3 separate regions of the Sus scrofa genome follow, and all the other regions are linked to region 2. The links are chromatin contacts, called in public promoter capture Hi-C maps. All regions are on one chromosome and are shown on one strand. The core of a region is the stretch at or near the end of the contact, and the rest is flanking DNA. Distances in the headings are between cores, read along the strand shown. Region 1 holds the start of LOC100521447 (serine/threonine-protein kinase Sgk3). Region 2 holds the start of PDE7A (high affinity cAMP-specific 3',5'-cyclic phosphodiesterase 7A). Region 3 holds the start of MYBL1 (myb-related protein A).

Region 1 (2,700 bases), core at 125-2,624, 700 kb before region 2:
ACCTAATAAGATAAACTGTTCCCTTGGCAACTACAAAATTTGAGTGGCCTCAGGGACTGCACTGATGTATCTATTTTGTGCCAAATGTTTCAGAAATTTTGAGGCAGTTCACTTATCTAAAGTCTCAGAAAGCAAGAATTTTCAGAATGATAACTGAAGGGGCTGGCTGTACAATATTAAGATAATACTAGCTTTCAATTAACATATGAATGTGTTTTGCATGAAGAGGCAGTTACCCAGCACACAAGTAATAAAACAGGTCTGTGGCCCCCCTCAAGGTAAACATTCCTACAGCCCCATTAAACGGAAACCCTGAGACCTAACTAAAGGTCTGAGCTTAAGAACTCTTTTTTTTCTCTTGCAGGAATAAATGTAAAAAGCCCTTGCTGGCTCTGAGATAGCCTGCTGATTTGACTTTGGACAAGCCATTTAACTCCTTTTGGTCTGTTTCCAGACCCAATATCTTTTGGTAAAGGTATTACAGGTGTGAGGATGAAATAATATATGTGAATGTAAACTATAAATAGTATCCATAAGTTAGTTACTATTTTATATAGTACTGTCCTAAGCTTTCCTATGTCCTGGTCTGTAAAATGGGAACAGATCTAGGTCTGAATGCCTGTGAACTTGAGCAAGTCATTTCCTTTCTGGACGTGTTTCCTAACAAGGTTATTATTATATTATGAAGATCAAATGATATCGTGTATGTAAATGCTGTGACAGGCATATATCAAGAACACAATAAATGATAGCTGTTATGACTCTGCGAGTAGGACTGGAAGACACAAACAATATCTATAGTTATTGTACATATGTATATTATTGTATGTATATTATACATACATATATGTATATTTAAATATGTACATATAAAATATGTATATTGGTAAAGGGCTTAGGTATATTTAAACTCTATACACATCCAAGGTATTGTTATCTGTACTGCAAACTGCAAAGACGTACACGGAACGAGGAAACAAATGGCGCCTCAGTGACCCTCTTTCCCAGAGAGTAGAAAAAAGGCAGACAACGGGGCTGAAGAGCCTCAGTGGCTTGTAACAGAGATAGGAATGAGAAGAGAGGAGTGTAACAACAAAAAAAAACCTGGAGAAACACTCCGAGAATTAATACACCATTCCCACCCTTTTCCTCTCGTGACCTCCAGCCTAGACTAGACCATTTCATTTAACTTCCCAGCCCGCCATGTCGCTGGACATTTATTTACTGTACCTTCTTCACTGAGTGGCTTTCATTCCCCTCCCCTTCTAGGAGTCTTGAACTTCAGACCCTCGGCTTCCGAGACCCATTCCCTTTAACTCTGTTTTTAACCAAGTTTCCCTGTATCCTCCCCTCCGTCTAAGGGGGAAGTGAGGCTGGTCGCACCGCAGGGCATCCTGGGAAATGTGGTCTCTCATACTCATTTTGCTTGGGCCCCAAAGTGAGGAAGACGACAAAAGAGATACAGTAAAAACTACAACTCCCGGCAGGCAACGTGAGTGACAGTCTTCCTTTCTGTCCCCGTTCCGATAGCCTTCCTCTTCCTCCTCTCCGCGGGCGCTGAAACGCTTACCCTCACGGTATTTGTAGTTCTTCGCGGCCCTAAGATCCTACCTCTTGAGGGCTAGGAGAAGGCTGAAAAACTCTAATTCCCAGAGGGTAGAGCGGCAGCTGCGCCTGCGCAGTCTCAGCGAGGGCGTGTATGTCTGTGTGTCTGAGGGAGAGAGAGCGAGAGTGAGTGAGTGTGAGTGCGGGGTAGGGTGGTGGCCGTTACGTTCGGGGCAACGGCTACGGCAGTGGAGAAGTAAAAAGAGAAACAACGTCCAGCGCTTCCGCCTTCGCTTAGGAGGAGGAGGAGGAGCTGGTAGGGAAAGGAAAGTGATTCGCCCTGGGCCTGGACTAGACCGAGTCGGGCCGGCGGGGGTCTGGGCTATGAGCCTTTGAGGGTCGCTTGGGTCGCGGAGCGAGACTCGAGAACCGAGAGCGATGTCTCAGCCGCCGCCGCCGCCTCCGCTGCCGCCGCCGCCTCCTCCCCCAGAGGCTCCGCAGACTCCGCCGTCCCTGGCGGCGGCGGCGGCGGCTGCTCCGGGGGGGCTCTCGAAGCGGAGAGACCGGAGAATCCTCTCCGGGAGCTGCCCGGATCCGAAGTGCCAGGCGCGCCTGTTCTTCCCGGCCTCTGGTTCTGTCAGCATCGAGTGTACCGAGTGCGGACAGCGGCACGAGCAGCAACAGCTGCTGGGGGTGGAGGAGGTGACTGACCCGGACGTAGTGCTACACAACCTGCTGCGGAACGCGCTCCTCGGGGTGACAGGGGCACCCAAGAAGAACACGGAACTGGTAAAGGTGATGGGCCTTTCCAACTACCACTGCAAATTGTTGTCGCCCATATTAGCTCGCTACGGAATGGACAAGCAGACAGGCCGGGCTAAACTGCTCCGGGATATGAACCAGGGCGAACTGTTCGATTGCGCTTTACTGGGTGACCGCGCCTTCCTCATCGAACCGGAGCATGTGAATACGGTGGGATATGGCAAGGACCGCTCCGGAAGCCTCTTGTATTTGCATGACACTCTTGAGGACATCAAGCGGGCCAATAAAAGTCAGGAATGCCTCATTCCAGTGCATGTGGATGGGGATGGACACTGCCTGGTGCATGCTGTGTCCCGGGCTCTGGTAGGCCGGGAGCTCTTCTGGCATGCCTTG
Region 2 (2,700 bases), core at 186-2,685:
AGTGTAAGTGAAGCATCCGGTCTTTACACCTGAAAAGACCCTGAAGGGTCCCAGGCACCAAGGTGATTTTGCGCATGTGATCCAACTCACCTCATTGGCAAGAGGCCAGAGCTAGGCCTGCAGCTCCTCCAGCCTGTCTTCATCCTGGGTGAGGTGCATGTGCGACAAATCAAGCTCTGCACCCCCCTCCCCACCCGGCCCAGTATATCGTATGGTTCTGCTTTTCTTTTTCTTTCTTTTTTTCTTTTCTGGGGATGTGCCTGCAGTACATGGATGTTCCCAGGCTAGGGGTCCAATCAGAGCTTCAGCTGCCGGCCTACACCGAAGCCAAAGTAACGTGGTATCTGAGCTGAGTCTGTGACCTACACGACAGCTCAGGGCAACTCTAGATCCTTAACCCACTGAGCAAGGCCAGAGATTGAACCTGCATCCTCATGGTTCTTAGTTGGGTCCACTATAGCTGAGCCACAGTGGGAACTCCAGTTCTGCTTTTCTGAAGAATGCTAATATACTTTCCAATACGATAAAGTATACTGTGAAGAGTTGAAGTTCTGGTCTTGAGAAACCACATGGTTTGGTGAAAATGCATGGCTCTGAGGTCATACAGAACAGAGATTGGTGGCACAAACAATTTAGGGTCTTGAAACCTGACTCCCCATCTGTAGAATTGCGATCAAGTTTTTACTTACGTAGGAGTTCCCATAGTGGCTGTTGTGTAGGGTTAAGTTGAAGATTGTATGTAGAATACCCATAGTGTTTCACAGTGAATACATAGTACATATTAGCTCACCTCTCTGTTGGAGGGAGATGCATTGGTTAGTGCCCTGAGTCCTATTGAATGACTTAATGGAACAGAGTCACTTCAGCATATATTGTCTAGTATCACACCAATACTACCTTCTGGGTGTTTAGATGACACAAAACTCAACATTATTTGAGGTAAGTTTTGCCATTTATCTGTGGGAGATTTAAGGCAAGTTCTGACTCCGAGCCCAGCTTCAATTTAGAAACTATTACTCTACGGGGTTTTTGTCAGAAGTAAATAAGAGAAAATACAGAGGATGCTCCATACATCTACTGGATGTTGTGGGAGTAATTGGGGTTTCAAAGATGAGTTGGGTAAGTTGGTGTGAGACAGGCTGGAACTGCGGACCTGGGACCCTTTGCTGCAGTGCTTACACCTGAACAAATGCTGCAGTTGGGGCAAATTATGAATAACAAGATACAAAAAGACCCAAACTCAGCTGAGATATTGAGAGCAAAAGCAGGGTATCGCACATGATCCCTGCATCCAGCAGGAGGATCTGCCCCTACCCTGACCCCATTTAAGGGACCAACTCCCCACACACCCACCCACTCCCAGGAGCCAGCAAAGGAACTGGCTTGTTTTCACTCTCTCCTGCTGCAGCGAATAAAGCCTGGCCTCTTATCAATTTCTATTGATTAAAGAGTCCAAGAACCTGGGTGGTTAACAGGGTGCTAAAGGGGAGCTTACTATCAAGTGAAGAAAAAAATCCATGAAACCACAATGGAAGTTATATTCTTTTAATAGTAGAGAGCAGGGTTCCAGTCATGGCTCAGTGGACTGGTATCCGTAAGGTTGCAGGTTCAATCCCTGGCCTCCCTCAGTGGGTTAAGGATCCAGCATTAAGGATTAAGGATCCTGCGTTGCTGTGAGCTGTGTTATAGGCTGCAGACGTGGTTGGGTCTTGCATTGCTGTGGTGTAGGCCAGGAGCTGCAGCTCCAATTTGGCCCTTGCCTGGGAACCTCCATATGCCACGGGTGAGGCCCTAAAAAGCGCCCCCCCCCAAAAAAAATAGTAGCGAGCAGAAAAGTAGAAAATTACCATGAGGAGGTAGAAAGTTTTAAATGCTATAAAAGAAACAGATGCCATGGAAAGATGATAAAAGGTCTTGCAGACTTCTGTTGATTTATGGGATCATGAGCATATGATACCTGATCTCACAGGCACGGGCTAGGCAATACTTCCAAAGACCTGCCACCTTGCCAGTGGCTGGTCATAGCACATAACTGGAAGAGTGGGTGCTTTGAGAGAGGAGCCAAGTCAACAATTTTGCCGGCAGGGGAGTGCTTGTTCAGGCTGACATCCCAGAAGCTGGAATGCATTTGAAACAAAAGCTTGCAGCTGAAAATCTTTGACAGTTTTGGGGAAAATGTGACAAAATAAACCTACAAATTACATATCCAGTTTACAAACTAGGTCGAAAAGTTCTTTTATTTTCTCCCACCTTCTCAAAATCAAAGCCAAGAAACAAAAACACTTTTGGTAAAAGGGTATGCAGTCTCCTTTCCCCTTTGTCTTCTCATGTTCATCCTTTCTCATTTTTTCCAGTGCGTACTCTCACTTCTTTCTCAGTCTCGGTGTTTTCCCACCAACCCCCTCCCCGCCCCCTCCTCACGCCCGCATTCTCTGCTCGGCTCTTAGCCCCTCAGCCCGGGACAGCCCGGGCCCCCCGCACCTGCTAGCGGGGAGCCCGAGCCAGTCCCCGCCGAGAGACTGGCAGTGACGTAGCGGGGAGGACGGTGCCCGCGCGGCCCGCTGACGTCACTGCCGCAGCGGTCCCCAGCGAAGCCCAAGAATGGGAATTCAAGGAGGGAAACGCGGCGGTGACCCCAGGGTCAGGGCTGAGCGCTCCGAGTGGGCCGCGTGCTTTGGGTCTCTGGAGTCAAAAGGCCAG
Region 3 (2,700 bases), core at 124-2,623, 660 kb before region 2:
CCTAAATATAGCAGAAAGACGGTTTCCTTTTAGGATGTAAATAAGCAGAGTATTAAGACCTAGGAGTATATAAGAAAACTATTTTCAAACGACATTACTTTCTAAATTAGGGTTTTTTTTTTTTAAATGAATTAGCAACACAATAAAGAATGATTTGAAAGAAAAGCTGTTTTACCGTCCCAGAAACCTAACTTGAGAAAAAGGAAGTATTAAAAGGCAGGTGTTTTAAGTTTTGAAAGTAGTACATGCAAGCGCCTCTTAATTCACATTTGCACCTGCATCTTTGATTTGCAAAAATTGATGCGTAAAATTTCAAAATAGCAAAATGTAAGTTTTGTTACATTAACATGTGGTTTTGTGCTCTATGCAGTAGAGCATGTTACCTTGCAAATTTGGATCCTTTAGCATTTCTAATCATTACTGTAATTAATCTACTTTAATAAGAGTTAAACTGAGCAGTTCGTACTTGTAACTGCTAGAAGCTCCTCCCCAGCAGTTCCTTACTCCTCCCCTCTCTCCTGCGAAGGAAGATAACCTTCTCCTGTTGACTACCGCGCTCGGTTATCTGCGCGTAATTCCCAGTCCATTCCTGTCTTCCCGCATTCTTCTCCGGGATCACGGCTCCTTCACTGCGCACCGCAGTTATTTCCTGCAGAACCGGGTAGTGGATTAAGCTCTTTGAAGACCAGCCGCAGACCCTGTTTTTTTCCCTTTTCCATTCCAAGCACGTGTCTACCTGAAAACTTTTTCCACCTGTCACACTCTTGCTCGGTCTTGATGTTCAGTTTCCTGCTACAGAATCTTGACTACCAAGTTTGGGCCAAAAGAGCTCTCATTTTTGCTTAAACAATAACGGCCGCGCAAATTTTATAGTTAGATTTGTCTCAAATCCGAAGACCGCGCCTCCTAACAGGAGGGATGCACCCCAGGAGTGAGCAGCTGTGGCCGAGAGAAGGGTGCGGGGACAATCCCTGACAGGACAGCTCAACCCCCAGGGACAACAGTGCCGCATCCCGTTAAATTTGGGCTCAGGCCGCGTTTCCGGCCAGATAGCCTCTCCGCGAGCCTGGAACTTGCTTTCCCAGTAGGCCCCGCGCGGCCTTCGGCGCCCCGCCCCCTCGCGGTGCGGCGCTGGGCGCGCTCCGGGTCCTGTCATAGCTAGACCCGCGAGCCCCGCCTGCGGCCCCACCCCCTCGCTCCCAGCTCCTTCCCCCGCTCCCGCGAGTTCCAGTCCCGGCTTCCAGCTCCCCAGCCCCGCCCTCAGTCGCGCGCGCTCTCCCGGCCCCGCCCTCGTTCCCCCGCGTGCCGCCGCCACAGCCAATGAGGTTCCGGGCCGCGTGCGCAGATTCAAACGGCGGCTCTTGAGGGAGGCTGGGCGCGAGATTCGGCGGTGCGGACAAAACCCTGCAGGAGGCTGCGAGCCCTGCAGAGCGGCTCGCTGCGGGGAGAGGGCGGGGGTCGGCTCCCGCGGCGGAGCCGCGCTGGGACCGCGGCAAGGAGGTTGAGAGGCAGGGGGAGCGGCCAGCGGAGGGCAGGAGCGCGCCTGCTGACATGTTGGGGGTATCCCTGACCGGGCCAGGCCGGGGCTAGGAGCGGCGCTGCGGGCCGGGGGCGGGTCTCGGTCCGCCCCTCCGTCCTGCTCTGCCGGGAACTTGAGTTCCGCACTCGGTCGCCTCGGAGCGTGAGCGAGTGAAGCGGCGGGAGGGTTGGGGAGAAGGAGCATTCGCCTGAGGCTGGAGGAGGCTGAACTGCGTCCCCGCCCAGCCTGCGCCTATGCGGTACTTGAAGGATGGCGAAGAGGTCGCGCAGGTGGGTGACATCCCCTTCTCCAGGCCTGTCGGCACAGTCTCGGCTCAGATCATCCTGCCTTTCCCGCCGCTTCCCCACCAGGCCCTGCCTAGCCCGGGCCGAGGTTATCCTGCCCGCTGCTCCACAGCCGCTTCGGCACGCTGGCCGGAGCGCAGCTGTGACGTGTGGAGAGTCGGGGACCGGTGTGTTTAAGACTCACGAAGTGAGCAACAGATGCCCGGGTTGCTTCCTTGAGTCCCTTCTCCCCCCCCAGCGCACGTCCGGACCCACAATCTCTCGCGGCAAGTTCTTGGTGGGAGTTTCTTGGCAGGTAAGTCTGTGTGCTTTCAGGGAGTCCGCTCCTCTGGTGAGGCTGGGGTACTGACCTGGCCGGACGACCTCAAAGTGGCATTCAGAGGGCCTCTTTTTCTCTGAATTACTGGACCTGTTAAAAATAGGAACTCTTGTGTTAAATATAGGTGGGGACCCCTCGGCCATCTCTGCCACCTTGAAAGGTATGGAAATCCTCTGAGGAATCATGAGTAGAGAGGCTCTTTTTGATGTTTTCTGTAATTACCATCCTCATGGTTTTAGTGTTATGTGTATATATATATATATATATATGTATTTAATATCCTCTACTGGGAGATGTCACACTGTTACCGCCAGTAGCTTGATCTTAAAATAAAACAATGTGTTTGATTCACTTAATATTTTGTGTGTCTACGGAAGTGTTGCACAGAGACAGGACATGGCTTTTGTTGGAAACTTGCTAGATTGAACTTATGCATGTCATCTTTGTTAATATGTCACTACAGTAGCTACTCCTAAATTGTGTGTAGTAATCACTTAGATGACAAAAAACTAGGGCCCTTTTTGTCAGGATTATTAAATAAACATGAAGAGAAGTTT

Evidence for each region. Promoter capture Hi-C pulls out the DNA fragments that hold promoters and counts their contacts.
Region 1: a contact with region 2 is called in a promoter capture Hi-C map of fetal liver, with 4 times the contacts expected there. The contact joins the promoter of LOC100521447 here to the promoter of PDE7A in region 2. A contact is called at or near these places in 1 of 5 promoter capture datasets (fetal liver) and 1 of 47 Hi-C or Micro-C datasets (heart right ventricle).
Region 3: a contact with region 2 is called in a promoter capture Hi-C map of fetal liver, with 4 times the contacts expected there. The contact joins the promoter of MYBL1 here to the promoter of PDE7A in region 2. A contact is called at or near these places in 2 of 5 promoter capture datasets (fetal liver and liver) and 2 of 47 Hi-C or Micro-C datasets (embryonic fibroblasts and retroperitoneal adipose tissue).

The regions. Positions count from the first base shown.
Region 1 is chr4:68,071,718-68,074,417 of Sscrofa11.1, forward strand. LOC100521447 (serine/threonine-protein kinase Sgk3) reads right to left here and starts at 1,375. Exons shown (of 17, transcript XM_021089284.1): 1 at 1,231-1,375. It overlaps VCPIP1 (deubiquitinating protein VCIP135), which reads left to right and starts at 1,686. Exons shown (of 3, transcript XM_003355045.4): 1 at 1,686-2,700. The coding sequence starts at 1,984.
Region 2 is chr4:68,776,475-68,779,174 of Sscrofa11.1, forward strand. It overlaps PDE7A (high affinity cAMP-specific 3',5'-cyclic phosphodiesterase 7A), which reads left to right and starts at 1,436. Exons shown (of 13, transcript XM_021089289.1): 1 at 1,436-2,700.
Region 3 is chr4:68,118,705-68,121,404 of Sscrofa11.1, forward strand. It overlaps MYBL1 (myb-related protein A), which reads left to right and starts at 1,374. Exons shown (of 16, transcript XM_021089286.1): 1 at 1,374-1,809. The coding sequence starts at 1,790. LOC106510063 (a long non-coding RNA gene) reads right to left here and starts at 1,077. Exons shown (of 2, transcript XR_001308193.2): 1 at 737-1,077; 2 at 333-649.